Regions from separate parts of the Rattus norvegicus genome. Here region 1 is linked to region 2. A link is a contact called in public Hi-C data. All regions are on one chromosome and are shown on one strand. Each heading gives the region's core, a stretch centred on a gene start, on an enhancer-like site or on the middle of the called end of the contact. The rest is flanking DNA. Distances are from core to core; before and after follow the strand shown.

Region 1 (3,722 bases), core at 411-2,910, 120 kb after region 2:
CCTGCTCCTGCCCCTGCCCCTGCCCCTGCCCCTGCCCTTGTCTCCCAAGTGCTGAGACTAAAGGCGTGCACTGCCACCACCACACCGCTTAACTACAGATCTTAACTGCCTCTCTAAACACTCTTCTCCACTCCCAGCTACCAGCCTCATCCAGATCACTCATACCAGGATGAGGCAGGACATCGTCCCTTCTCAGAGACAACTTCTGCCCTCAAGCAGATACAGACCTTTAAGGCCATAGGAGGGTGGCTCTGCACGTCCCAGTGGAGCCAGCTCACCCCCAACCTCACTGACCCTGGCGTTTCTCTCTTGGGGGCAGGAGGAGAACGCCTGAAATCTCAGTTCTTAGGAGGCAGAATGACTGCTGCTAATTCAAAGCCAGACAGGAAAAACAAAACAAAAAAACAAAACAAACAGGGGTTGGGGATTTAGCTCAGTGGTAGAGCGCTTGCCTAGCAAGCACACGGCCCTGGGTTCGGTCCTCAGCTCCGGAAAAAACAAAAACAAAACAAAATCGAAGCCAGCCAGGGCTACATGGTGAGGTCAAGCCTGGGATAGAGAGAGTGGGGCTACGATGCTGCCTGACGTGCAAAGCAGCCCAAGCACATTACACACTCACACGGAAAGAACTTTGACAGGGTGCAGGGTGCTAGAAACAGCCTAGTCCCCTCGTTTCCTTTCATAGGGCCCCAGGCTGGGGTAGGCTGGGCTTTACTCTCCTACCTGAAGTTTCAGGGCTCACTCTGCCAGCTAACAGGCTCACAAGCAGGCCAGTTTTTCAGGAGCGAAGTGGAGACGGCCATCTATCTAACCACTCATGTGGCTGCTTTGCCGACAGGAGAGACAGCAGAGGCAGACAGGGAGAAGCACTGACCTGAAGGCCGGACCAATCTTCTCTGGAAGAAGGCGGGAGGCAGGGCTCTCCTGAGCCCTGTGCAGACCCTGCATCTGATTCTGAGGACCCTCCCCTCCAAGAGTAACCAACATTCAAATGCACCCATATCTTCATTTGACGTAACTTGTCTTTGGTTTAAACTAAAGGGGCCCCCTTCAACTCGCTTTTGAAGTTGCTTTTGAAGTTACCAGACTATGAGTAACTCATTTAGTTTAGAACTGGCTATGACTACAGTCATGCTGCGGATTCTGGAGTGTTTGCCAAATCCAGTTTACAAACTGTTTCCAAATATAATGACATTTGTAGGGATACTAAAATTAACAAATATTGAAGTTGACATGCTATTTTCTGAAGGCATTTCTTTAAACATTTGTTAGTTTCGATTTCTCTTCTTTTTCTTATTTTATAGCCTCCAAAGTTCTAGCTCCCCAGCCTTCCTTGAGCCTTTGAAAGTCCACTCTGCGGGGTTTACATCCAAAACCGGCGACCCTGGGTCACCCCCAACTCCAGATGCTCATGAGCCCCTGCAGCTTCTGTCTGGAGAGACCACCTACCCCAAGTCATCAACCAGGCAAGGTCAAGTTGAGCGACTTTGCTCCCATATGGAAGACAAAGTGAATTATTGAACATTAGACTAAACATGAGTTAATGTTTAAATGTTCTATTGGACTTTCCTTGAATAAATTCACCCAGGAGGCAATAGTGTGACAGCATTTGGATGAGCGCAAGAAACGTCCCCACCTGCACCTCTCCAGCTCCCCAGGAGGGGGCGCCCTCAGAGCAGCCCAGGTTGCTGTCTACTTGGCTACTTGCAGTGCCTAGGTGTGTAGACGTCACCCTGTGCCAGTCCAAGGGCCACAAGGGGTTAAAGTTCTTCTACTGTTTTCATGCCGGGGCATTTTAAAGCATTGGTTTTAAAAGTCCACCACCAATCTCAACCCAGCAAGTGAGAGGGAGGTTCCTGCCCCAGCCAGGACTACACAGTGAATTCAAGGTCAGCCTTTGGAGGGTGGTAAGGTGCTACCTTCCTCAGGAGGGGTCCACACTCAGCCCCCACACAGGTCACATGGAGGGGCTGGCAGGGAGCCTGTATTAGAGGTCCGACCAGGCAGAGGGCAAGCAAGCCAGGAAAGGGCTTTGCCTCATCCTATCAAGTGAAATAGACATCTCAAACTGGGCAATTAATTCTCTCTTATGGGCATGCAGGTTAGCATGAGACTCTCAAGCCTTGTGCAAACCAAAGCTAAAGCTTACTAGAATCTTACTTAATGCTTTAAATCCAGTTCAACACGAGGAAAGCATTATGGGTAAGGACCTGGAGGCACAAAGAAGGAAGCATCTTGCCTGAGGTCGCACAGATCAGGAGTAGAGCTGAGGCCAGGGGTCATGGCTCCACAGTGCGCAGCCAGTCACACTCCAGGCCTACTTACTACTCCTTCTACATCTTGAGCATGTGCGCATATGCACGTGCCACGGAGCATGTTCCTGGAGGGGTTTTCCAGAATCAACTTTCACTTTCCACGATGTAAAACCCAAGCACTGAGCCAGGGCGCTAGGCTTGGCATCAATGACCTCTACCAGCTACCATCGACCATCTACCTCTACCATCTCACAAGCCCAGGCCTGGTTATTCTCAACAGAGAAAAGCTACGGTGGTAAACCGTCATGGGGCAGGACACAGCAATAAAATTTACATCTATAGATGGCAGTAACAGAACGTGAAAGATGGGTTAATAATTTTAAAGGTAAATTTAACAAGAACATAGTCTCGATTCAAACTCCCTTGAACTTATCATGTGGCGGCATGATCTCCACACAGAGAAGGCTTTGTGGAAGACCAGCCTGAGCTGCACAGGAGGCCGGGTCTCAAAAACAAACAAAATGCTACTTGCAAACAAGAAGTGGGGATGGCAAGGTAACTCAGTAAGTGATGGGTGCCAAGCCTTCCCACCTGACCCTTCACCAGGACCCATGTGGTAGGAGGACCAAGTGACCTCCACATATGCTCCATGACGAGTTCATGCAGATGCACACATGTATGCACATGCGCGAGCACACAATATGTAATAAAAAGGCTTTTTGAAGAAAAAAAGAACTAGAAGGAAAATGTCAATATGTAAAATATATTCGTGCATACATATAGCTCAGGTATGTGGTCATACTTGGTACAACTGGTAGTGGGAATGGGCTTTTTGCTTCCTATTTTCCTATATCGTCAAAGAACCCCCTTTAAGAAATCTTTTCTACAGAAGCATTTTATTTATACGTGTGTCTTTGTTTTGTATTCCCAGAAAAAGATTCCCGGTATCTCCCTCCTGTGTTTTCATCTCAGTCCGTGCTGTCTTCTAAAGATGTCAGTACGATGGAGCCAAGCCAGCGGGCGGGAGTGGATCATTCTGCCTGTTTCTCTAGATCTCTGAGCTGCACATCAGTCAGATCTGGGGCTGACCATGCCATACCTGGTTAGCCTGGTGGTGACGTTCATTTCCAGCTGTTGTGGTCATCAGTGATGACCACCACGTCCATGTTTCCTACTGGCAGTTAGGAGCCAGGGATGTGTCTCTTCAGCCTTGTTTATACTGGAGAACGTCAGCCAGTAAGTTCATGTGACCCATTATCAAAGCAGAGTCCCTTATCGTTTAAAGGTTGCTGATTCCTAGGCTGTGTGTACCGCTCACTAACCTAGTGTATATAGTCCTGTGTTCAGTCCCTAGCACCACAAAATCAAGCTTTAAAAAGGATGTTTTTCAAAAGATCCACTCTTGATGAATGTTTAAGAGAAATGTCTGAAAAATGAAAAACCAAAGTCCAGGTCGTGTGAAACGAG
Region 2 (3,921 bases), core at 1,243-3,742:
TCCCCTGCAAACCATGGCTGCTTCCCCAGGAACTCGGAGTAGAGCTTCAGCTGATCTGGGAGGCCCTTCAAGAACTCAGGCTTCCGTTTCTCCTGAAGCAGAAAAACAGCTGGCACAACCCTCATTACTGGTCTCCTGGGAGAAAGTGTGGCTTCACCAGGCTATGCAAAGGAGCGGGCACCTTCCTAATTCTGGGCCTGGACCATTTAATGCTTCACCACTTTAATAATTAGACTCCTGCTTGGTAGCAGGCTTCCTCTCTCAGGGGTGCCTGGCAGTTAGATGGAAATGCCACTCTGTCCCTGACTCTGTCATGACTGATGTCTAGCCCACGGCTGCCTTCCGGGTTCGCTAGTAGGGTCTGTACAGGGCAGTCTAGCAGAAGGAAAGGCGAGTATTAAACAATCTCTAGAGAAGAGACAAAGCGATTCCAAGGAGCAATTACAAAGCACGAGAACAGAACTGGAGTAGGGTGAACACAGTTGATAAGCGTAGAGATGGTGTCTCTCCAGCTGACTGTGAACTCCAGCAAGATACCCTGAGTTTTGCTGCTACTAAGAAATCAGCTCTGAGAAACCTGTTGGGTAGATTTCTAAACACCCATGATCTTTTCCCCTCTGGCTTTCATCTGTCAACCCCGGGGACAAGGTGGTATATGGCGGTGGTCAAGGTCAAAGTGGAAAAGAATTGAACACATGAATTTGCTATGTTGGAATGAATTTGCAACCATTGATATCATGACAGTGTCTCAAAACTTCTCGGAATTGGTGTGTTTTACTTGTCAACAAAATGGGGGTGTGGGGAGCAGAAGTGTTGGCTGGATAGGGGAGCTTGATAAATCAGTGTGGGCGGGTTCAAATTCCAAAGATGACAGGTGTGAATACAAACACAGCCCCTTCCTTGACTCCTTCGTCAAACCCTGCCTATACCACACAGTGGGGACTCACGAAGTCAGGGCTGTAGCAGAGTGTGCCCATCTGAATGCGGGTGTCCATGACCTGTTTCTCCAAAATGTCCACACGAATCCTCTCCTCCTCTGTCTCCCCACCTGCAGCACACCCAACACAGACCGACTCTCAGCATTCTGCTCCAGTCAAGCCAAGAAGGATAGCTTCTGCCCCCCACCCTGCAGCCAGCCCCACTCACACAGGTTGTGCTTCCGGCCAAGGTAGCGCAGGATGGCATTGCTCTGGGTGACCTTGTGTGACCCATCAATTAAGTAGGGCAGCTGGATAGGCAAGCAGGGATGGTCAGATGGGTTATGGGGTACCTGAATCCCTTCCCTGGGTGAGGACAGACATGGCCCTGGCACTCAGTGTGCCTGCCACGGGAAACCCTCCATGAGCACGGTGTGCACTGAGTGGGAGAGCCGGGACACAGCCCATCACAGAAACACTGTGCAGCCAGCAGGGATGGAACAGGAGAGCAGAAACACTGATGCCAACCCCTCAGCCAGGCCAGGAGATGAGGTGAGAGCACTAGGCCTTCCCCAAACCTCCCCTTCCCTGCACCTACATTGGGGAAGTCCAGATCCAGCTTGAATTTGTCATCCAGCCACTGGCTTCTGTCATAGTCGGGAGCTGTGGTGGACAATAGGAAGTGAAAAGGAATCACCATGTCTAAGCCTCCTTCCCCAGAACCCTCCCAAGAAGTCAAGGGCAGGAGCCCTTGTGCAGGAACATGCAGTCTGATCCAGTAAGCCTTTCAAATCAAGGCCGCACCTGTGAATAGCACTCTAATGGCTATAGGCCTTTCATGATTGAGGCTTACAGAAGCACTAGGCCTGTAGTGGGCAAACCTCACCCAATTATAGTCAGAAAAGGACCAGCATGTCATAACCATGATTCTATATTGAAAATCAAAGCTGCACCCTCAAGGAAATTTCTGGAAGATCTAAGCTCTGGGTTCATTTGAAGGAGATCCACAGAGCTAAGAGACAGAGAACTAGGTAGGAGATGCTGGGCACCAGTGGACAGAAGTTAGGGAGGAGTGTGACCAGAATGAATGGCATTACCGTCGCCCATGGCGTATCTCTTCTCCTCATAGCTTGTTTCTGTGTATTCCAGGAGCAGCCGGATGGCGTGACCCAACTGCGGGAGATAGCGGGTAACAAAAGTCACAGTTAGTGAGATCCTTCACCTCCTCTAGGGAAGCTTTTTCCACCTTTTACTAAAAAGAGAGGAAGCGAGGTGGAGGAGAGGGAGAAAGGCAAGGGGAGAATTTGGACTGAGAGTCCTTCTGACAGACACAGGTAGGGGGGCTCAAGGAAAACCTCACGGAAAATCTTCCTCCTCCTGTGTTCTGACCCTGGGTCCTTCCCACCTAGTAGCCCAGCCTTTCACTCACTCCGCGGATATCCCAATAACCAAGAGTCACGGGCATGATTCCTATCCAGCCTCGAAGACTGTACAGTCAGGCCACTGTCAGGAAAGACTCTGCTCCGAGATAGCAACGCTCAGCTGATGAGTCTGAGAGTAGTTCCGGAGCTGCTCTGGCTAGCCAGAAAGGAACCAACCCTGGAACCATAAAGCCCAACCCACTGTGACTGTAAAAGCCAATCATCCCAGGAGCTATCGTCAGAAGGCGGGTCTGAGCTTTCCGATACCGAAGGCAGTGATTGATTGGCAGGCCTGCTTTCATCTGCCCCCTGCTGGATCCTCAAGAAGTCGGCAGTATCCCTGGAGACAGGCCAGAGAGGACCTGTTCTACCCATCTCCTTTCCTCCTGGTAGATTGGTTTTTCACACCTGCACTCTGGGAGTCTGTCATGCAGGGAGGCTCGGATCTCAATAAATGAATAAAAAAGCACTGTCTCCACCTGGGAGTCTGTTCTTGTACTCACCACTGGAAGAAAGGACTCTGCCAGTCTGACAAACTGGACTTCATTGTCCATACAACCTGGGGGTACAGGAGCAGGAGAATGGGAGCGACCCAGGACAGGGACAAACAGAAGAGCAAGCAGTCTCTGTGTTTCTCTTGGGGGACCTGGGGCTGTCTCAGTTCCTTTCTGATTGCTGTGACAAACACCATGATCAAGGCAACTTACAGAAGAGAGGGGTTAATAAGGGTTTACAGTTTTAGAGGGTGACTCCATGACCAGCAGAGAAGCAGGCAGGCATGGTAATAGGCAGTAGCTGAGAGCTTATATTTTATCCACCAGCAGGAGGCAGCGGTGGGAGGAGAGGGACCTAACTGGGAATGGCATATGTTTTTCAAATCTCAAAGTCTACCCCCAGTAACACACCTCCTCCAACAAGGCCACACCTCCTAATCCTTCCCAAACAGTTTCACCAACTGAGGACTAAGCACTCAATTGTATGAACCTATAGGAGAGGGACCCAGCCCGTGGGTCATCAAGGTAGTGACCATATAAATTAATTAGCACTTCGGCCATATTTGTGAGCTAAATCCAAGAGGCAAACACGCAGGCCTTATGAAATTGAAAGGGTCCCACCATCACAGACAGGACCCTGAACTTAACAGCACAGTGGCCTAGAGGGACCAAATACCTCTGGTTCTGAGAGACAACAGATGCTGTCCAGAAAGGACCTTGGAGGATTCTGCAGAGGACCAAGTACCTGAGAGGCAAACTCTCGGCTGTCTAGCTCACTGATTTCAGCCCTGGCCCCAGCTCCTGACTGTGTATCTGGGTATAAGAGAGTGACTCAGTGTCCATCATGGCACCTGTGGTTAAAACTCACAGACAAAACTCCTACCAACGTCAGAGAGCCAAGTTTCCCTTTTCCAGATTCTTAGCTTCAGTGATAAATGAATTTAAAACAGACCCAAGGGGAAGGGGGCAGGATGGCCACATTTGGCAAGTATTGGCCAGACCAACATTAAGACATCAATGCAACTCATGTGAAAAAGTTTATCATGGTGTTAGAAACTTATAAAACCCAGAGCTGGGGAGTGGAGGCAT

What was found. A called contact is a pair of places that touch in the nucleus more often than the background predicts.
Region 1: a contact with region 2 is called in a Hi-C map of liver, with 3 times the contacts expected there. The contact joins the enhancer-like site here to the promoter of Gstm6 in region 2. A contact is called at or near these places in 9 of 12 Hi-C or Micro-C datasets (the A7r5 cell line, the Rat2 cell line, frontal cortex and 5 more).

The regions. Positions count from the first base shown.
Region 1 is chr2:198,390,706-198,394,427 of GRCr8, forward strand. No RefSeq gene overlaps it. Among named protein-coding and RNA genes, the nearest start is that of Ampd2, 15 kb to the right of the region's middle. Within about 2 kb of position 1,661, at least 4 of the 93 cell types and tissues checked have an H3K27ac peak or open chromatin away from gene starts, as enhancers often do. A contact at or near this core is called in liver, where this site is marked.
Region 2 is chr2:198,270,016-198,273,936 of GRCr8, forward strand. It overlaps Gstm6 (glutathione S-transferase, mu 6), which reads right to left and starts at 2,493. Exons shown (of 8, transcript NM_001109192.1): 1 at 2,347-2,493; 2 at 2,015-2,090; 3 at 1,516-1,580; 4 at 1,147-1,228; 5 at 948-1,048; 6 at 1-92. The coding sequence starts at 2,382.